2 separate regions of the Mus musculus genome follow, and region 1 is linked to region 2. The links are chromatin contacts, called in public HiChIP or PLAC-seq maps. All regions are on one chromosome and are shown on one strand. The core of a region is the stretch at or near the end of the contact, and the rest is flanking DNA. Distances in the headings are between cores, read along the strand shown.

Region 1 (2,700 bases), core at 29-2,528, 120 kb after region 2:
AGCGAAACAAACACCAACCAATAGCCAAGAATGTCGGAGCCTTCGTGTAACCCTAGCTCTCTCGGGAGACTGGTGAAGGAGTTCTGAGGACAGTTTACGCTCCTCGGTGAAACTCTTCTCTCAAAAGCCATTCATTATCAGGGCTCTGGGAAGGGCGAGGCTGTGCTTTGCAAGCATAAGGAGTTTGAGCCCCAGAACCCACATAGAAAACCTTGGGTGTGGGCTACCAAGATGATTCAGTGGGTTAGGGGTGCTTGCTACAAAGCCTGACAACCTGAGTTTAACCCTCAGAACTCAAAGTGGAAGCAGACACTCCTCCCCAACACACACAGAATCTTTATATATGTGTGTATACATGCATACACATACATATATATACATACACATATATGTGTACATACATATAAGTATATATGTATGTGTGTGTATATATATTTCAAAAGCTCGTGTGGCAAAGTTTGTTATCCAGCCTTAACTGGTACGCTTCAGGCCAACTAGAGGCCCTGTCACAAAGAAGGTGGCCACAGTTTGATGAAACACCAAGTTGTCCTCTGGCCTCCACACACATGCGTATGCACCTATACATACATGTTCCCCCACCCCATGACCATGACACTAAACATACACCGTTTACTTCTAGCAAACATCAAGACTTCCCTGGTAGAGCAAGCGAGGCAGTCCGCTCTACTCTGAAGACCCGCAGCTTGGACTCAGGCACCGAGAAGCGAACTTCTCCCGACCTTGCAAATGGCTAGTGATCGCTAGGGACCACACCCCGGCACAGGGGCAACTCTCCAGGACAAAAGCCTGGGTGGCTCCTTCTATAAACAAGCATCCTAGGACATAAATGCCGGGCTCGAATGGACAACCTGTGGCTCCAGGTTCTCCCCACCTTTGGTGCTTTCCGCCAAGTGCCCTGGAGGAGACTCAAGGTCACCACCGATGGCTAGGAGTAAACTGACGGTCCCGATGCCAGCTCCGGGTTTCCACGCGGAAAAAGGCGGCGGACGAGCCCCGGCGTCCAGCACGCCGCGTGCAGGGCCCCGGCCGCCGCGGCCCCTCACCCCGGCTTCCCCAAGGGGTGACAATGACGGCGCCAGAAGCCGAAGCGAGAGCACGGGAGACCAGAGTGGCCCCTAGGAGGGCCGTTAAGCCCGCTCAGATGCTCGAGCGACCCCGAGCGTCCTCACCTTCCTCGTAGCCTGAAAACCCGCTCCGCGGACGCCGGCTTCTCGTCCTGGTCTCTCGCGAGAAGACGCCGCACAACACCTGAGTCCTAGTGAGCGGACGCGGCCCCACTGACGCGTGACGCTGCCCGGCGCGTCGCCGCCCTCAGCGTGCGTGCGTGCCCACTTCCAAGATGGCGGCGACAGCAGCCGTGTCTGGTGTCCTCGGCCGCTTGGGCTGGAGGCTCCTGCAGCTGCGGTGCCTGCCCGGTGAGGTGACAGCCAGCCGAGCCGGGGCGCGAGGGGGAAAAACGGGAAGAAGGCGCAGGGCGGATCTGGGCTTGGCGTGGGATGATAGAGGCTCTGGTCGGGGCTAGCAAGGTAAAGGGCATCGGCGTGGAGCCGCTGGAGTCGCGAGCTGGAAAAAGCCACTTAAGGGTTTCAGTCGCCGGACTTTGAGCTGTGAGGGGGCAAAAGCCGCGGGGCAGTCCTGTCACCCCGGTTCCCCAGAGGTAATGGAGCTTCAGAGAGGGCTCGGTGTGCCCAAGGTCACAGAGCTCGTCCGTTCCAAAGCGTTCTCCGTCGCCGTAGGCGCTGTGCCAGCCTCGCTGGAGAAACCGACCGAACAGCCACAGAGTCAGTTATTGCCACACCACGTCACTAAGCTGGTGACATTCGTCATTTGCTGCCATATGCCCCGTATTTTTATCTCCACAGTAATAGTAGACATTTACTTTTAGAAACTTTGTACATTGTCATTAAGTGGAAAAGCAAAAATCGCTGTCCGTATATAGAATCTTTCTGCACTGACACAGTGACAAAAAATATGCAACTAAAATCTCCATGAACCGCAGAGATCTCGCAACCATACTTTGGGGGCTCCTCACTTCAAATTTTCTGGGCCTATAGCAAATGCTGATGTTGTTAAGCATGCTGTTCTGTGTTTCTTTCCTTATTATTTTCAATGACTTCCTTTGTGGCATTTTTAGCTAGAGTTTCAGACGAAATATGTTTAACAAAAATAATGCAATGTGAGCCAACAAATCCAGTCATAGGGTATTTACCCATGAAATTGTGTCCACAAAAAGTTCAACTGTATTCCCGACAACTTTATATTAGGTGGGCCCTTAAAGCCCAAACATTCATCTTTTTTTCAATGTTATGCAAGCAGTTTACAACAGGTATCTCCGAAGTAACCGTCCCCTTTCTGAAGTATTTGAGATAAAGTCTCACTCTATATTTCTGGCTGACCTGGAACTCACTGTAATATAGACCAGACTGACCTGGAACTTAGAGAGATTGGCCTGGTCCTGCCTCCTGAGTGTTTTCTTTCTTTTTTTTTTTTTTTTAATCAGAGTTTACTTTTTTTTTTTTTTTTTTTTTTGGTTTATTTATTTATTATATGTAAGTACACTGTAGCTGTCTTCAGACGCACCAGAAGAGGGCATCAGATCTCTGTTACAGGTGGTTGTGAGCCACCATGTGGTTGCTGGGATTTGAACTTCGGACCTTTGGAAGAGCAGTCGGGTGCTCT
Region 2 (2,960 bases), core at 334-2,833:
ATATTAACTCTAGAACACTTCCATCTCATAGGTCTGGTAGATAAAGCTTTCCTCCTCAGGCTTGGGGGTACCTTTACCCACTGGTTACCTTCCTGGCCCTAGACACTTTATGCAATAGAAAACTTCTAAGGTCTGTGCTAAGCATTTCTTATATATTGCTGTCTCAAAGCAAGGCTGAGAGACAGAGAACATCTGGATCATTTTTTAAATTTTATTTTAGTTTTAAGTTATTTATTTGTATGTGTATGTGCACATTGCATGGGTGCCAAGGAGACAAGAAAAGCTTAGAGCCCCTGGAAATAGTCTCAGGTGGTTGTGAGCTTTCCAGACTCCAGACCTCTGGAAGAAGGGGCAGCCATCTTAACTGTTGAGCTATCTCTCCTGCCACAAATCTGGACCATTTTTCAAACCAGGAAACTGAAGCTTGGAGTCTTGTTTTGTATTGTTTTTTTTTTTTTCAATTTTTTATTAGATATTGTCTTCATTTACATTTCAAATACTATCCTGAAAGTCCCCTATACTCCTCCCCCCATTTGTATTGTTTTTAAAGTTCCCCTAGATCTCACAGTTAGATAGTACTAGAAGTAGCAATCACAGCAAGTTGGTCCTGCTTGCTCAGACTAGGCATTCTCTTAGACCTTGATATTAGGTCTGATCTTGGGCAGCTTCGTGTTCCTGTGTGCATCTTGATCAGAGAGGCTCAGCCCAGACACATAGCTGCTGGGGCTGAGTGCAAAGTAGAAGATGCGTTAGGTTTGGGGGGGATCCTTAACTCGTGCCAGATGCCTAGTGCATAGTGAAGAATGAAGCAGCTGCAGTGTGTCCCCAAGATACTCAGGACTTTTTATCCATGCAGTGGACTTGAAGCCAAAAGAAAGCTTGAGGGGGCACCTAAATGAACTGGCTTCCCCTGCCTAGTCATTCCCTTTGAGTTGAATTTAAAATGGCCAATCTCAGGGGATGGCAAATGTGTCTGCAGCATGGGCAGAGCTCTGATGACCTCCCTCCTGGTACCCTTTCCCATTTCCTCAAGGCAATAGATATCCCAAATCCTATCTGCAGATTCGATAGTTGTCTTCACGCCTCCACAATTGACCACCCCATAAATAAAACTTTCTGATTTGCAACACTTGGTCAGTGGTTGGTACACCATGCAGCAAGCAGTGCAGAGCCAGATGTGGTGATGGTGTGAGCCGACAGTTGCCCTAGACCGTGGGTTCCCCAAGTACTGAGCAGCAGTTGCATGTCTTTTATGCTTCGCTTGCTCATTTTCAAAGCATCCCACCAGGAGAAGTTCTTCCATCTTACAAATGAGGAAGAAACCGTGGCCGAGAGAAGTCAGGTGTGACAGCGTGAATCTGAAGCTTTGGGGCTCCAGCCTGTTGACCTGTCTCCCAATCTTAAGAATCTGTGACTGACAGGGTAAATATACAAACACCATGTTGGCTCCTCTCAGCTGGGCAGTTATTAGATCGCTCAATTCAAGCCTGGGCAGGAAAAGTGGCATTTGAATACTAGCCTTTTATTACCCACAGCAGGGAAGTGACTCAAACATTGCTGTGGGACAGACTTGGGATCCTGGAAACTCCCAACGATCCAAAAAGCAGCTCTCAAGTCTCTGGGCACAGAGCCATCAGCTAAAGGATAGTCCCAGGTGATTCCCCTGTGGGCAAAGAAGGGGCTTCTAACCACAAGGGTTGTGTTGGCTAATATTGATGGTCAATTTGACAGAATTCAATCATCTTGGGAATAAATCTCTCGGTAAGTCTATGAAGGAGTTTATGCATTACATTAATTGAAGCAGGAAAACCCATCTCAGATATAGATGGCACTGTACCATGCCTGAAGAAAAAGGAGGCAAGCCTGGCACCAGGAGCCCTCCCTCTGCTTCCTGGCCTGGGAAACAGAAACAAAACCCCTGCCTTTTCTATTAGATGGCTAAATAGAACAAAGGAAGTTCCATCTTTAATGGGTAAATAGGTTGGAGAGTCAGCCCTGGTCTCAGGCCTGGGGTTACTCTTCCTGAGATCCACCCTATAAGTTTACTCTTCCCAGTAGGGGCCTGCCAATTCTGAATTGGCTTCTGGGTTTAAAGGGCCAGGTCCTAACAGGAACTGGTAAAAGACACCATCTGAGGGGGGTAAAAATCCCTCTTCCAGTTAGTATTTGCTCAAGATCAAAGCATTTGCTCAGAGTTGTATCCTGCTCTGGAAAAATACACTTTGCTTATCAACTGTGCCACTTTTAAGTTAGCAGATTATGGCAAAAAGAGTGTGAAGCCAGCTCTGACCAGCCAGAGTGAGGGACAGGACCTCTTTGCATTAGGAATAAAAACCCACCAGGACTCCTGGTATATGGGCTTGCTGCTTTCACTGCATCTGTGCACCCTTCTACAGAGGTGCCACGATGCTTTGCTGGGGTGCTTTGGATTAATGGCCGTTTCATGGCCATGTTCCTAAGATTACCCACCCTCAGACCCATTTTAAACACTGACTATGGATTCAGCGTTACCTCATACTCTCAAATCTGGGATGATGACTTGAACCCTCAAACAATAAGTTCAGATAAACCCTCCCTTCCTTAACTTGCTTTTGTTAGGTATTTTGCTACACCTACAAGACAAGCAACAAGGACCAAGCTGAGAAAAAAGCCTCACTTCTGGAGCCCTAGCAAAGGAGAAGCTGAGGCAAGAGGCCAGCATTTACCCAAAGCCCTGCCGATGGCCAGTCAGAGGTGGCAAGCCCCAGCCTGGCACCCTGAGTTCACTTGGCACTGGTTTTAACATGTTGGAGGCTAAGGCTGCGAGGTGGACGTGGCCCACAGCCTGCCTGGAAATACTCCTAGCCCCATGGGGAGTGAAGTCAAATTGGAGGAATACCAAGCACCCTGGGATTCTGCCTGGAGTGTGTGCTTTCTTTGGGGATACAGCAGGAAATGCTCTTGGATTGGGTCAAGAAAGA

What was found. HiChIP or PLAC-seq counts read pairs in DNA pulled down with a chosen protein or histone mark.
Region 1: an HNF4G HiChIP or PLAC-seq map of pancreatic cancer cells shows a contact between it and region 2. The contact joins the promoter of Ciapin1 here to the enhancer-like site in region 2. A contact is called at or near these places in 10 of 39 promoter capture datasets (the 3T3-L1 cell line, the C10 cell line, cranial neural crest and 7 more), 4 of 15 datasets of contacts at CTCF or cohesin (CD8 T cells, the NIH/3T3 cell line, embryonic stem cells and 1 more), 48 of 484 Hi-C or Micro-C datasets (B cells, the C10 cell line, CD4 T cells and 25 more), 41 of 115 datasets of contacts at active chromatin or transcription factors (the 230-238 cell line, DN3 thymocytes, the HPC-7 cell line and 28 more) and 4 of 9 other capture datasets (adipose tissue, embryonic stem cells, liver and 1 more).

Annotation. Positions count from the first base shown.
Region 1 is chr8:94,837,062-94,839,761 of GRCm38.p6, forward strand. Ciapin1 (cytokine induced apoptosis inhibitor 1) reads right to left here and starts at 1,279. Exons shown (of 9, transcript NM_134141.4): 1 at 1,191-1,279. It overlaps Coq9 (coenzyme Q9), which reads left to right and starts at 1,352. Exons shown (of 9, transcript NM_026452.3): 1 at 1,352-1,436. The coding sequence starts at 1,361.
Region 2 is chr8:94,713,233-94,716,192 of GRCm38.p6, forward strand. No RefSeq gene overlaps it. Among named protein-coding and RNA genes, the nearest start is that of n-TLcag4, 11 kb to the left of the region's middle. Within about 2 kb of position 1,584, at least 33 of the 459 cell types and tissues checked have an H3K27ac peak or open chromatin away from gene starts, as enhancers often do. A contact at or near this core is called in the MC38 cell line, adipose tissue, embryonic fibroblasts and 4 more, where this site is marked.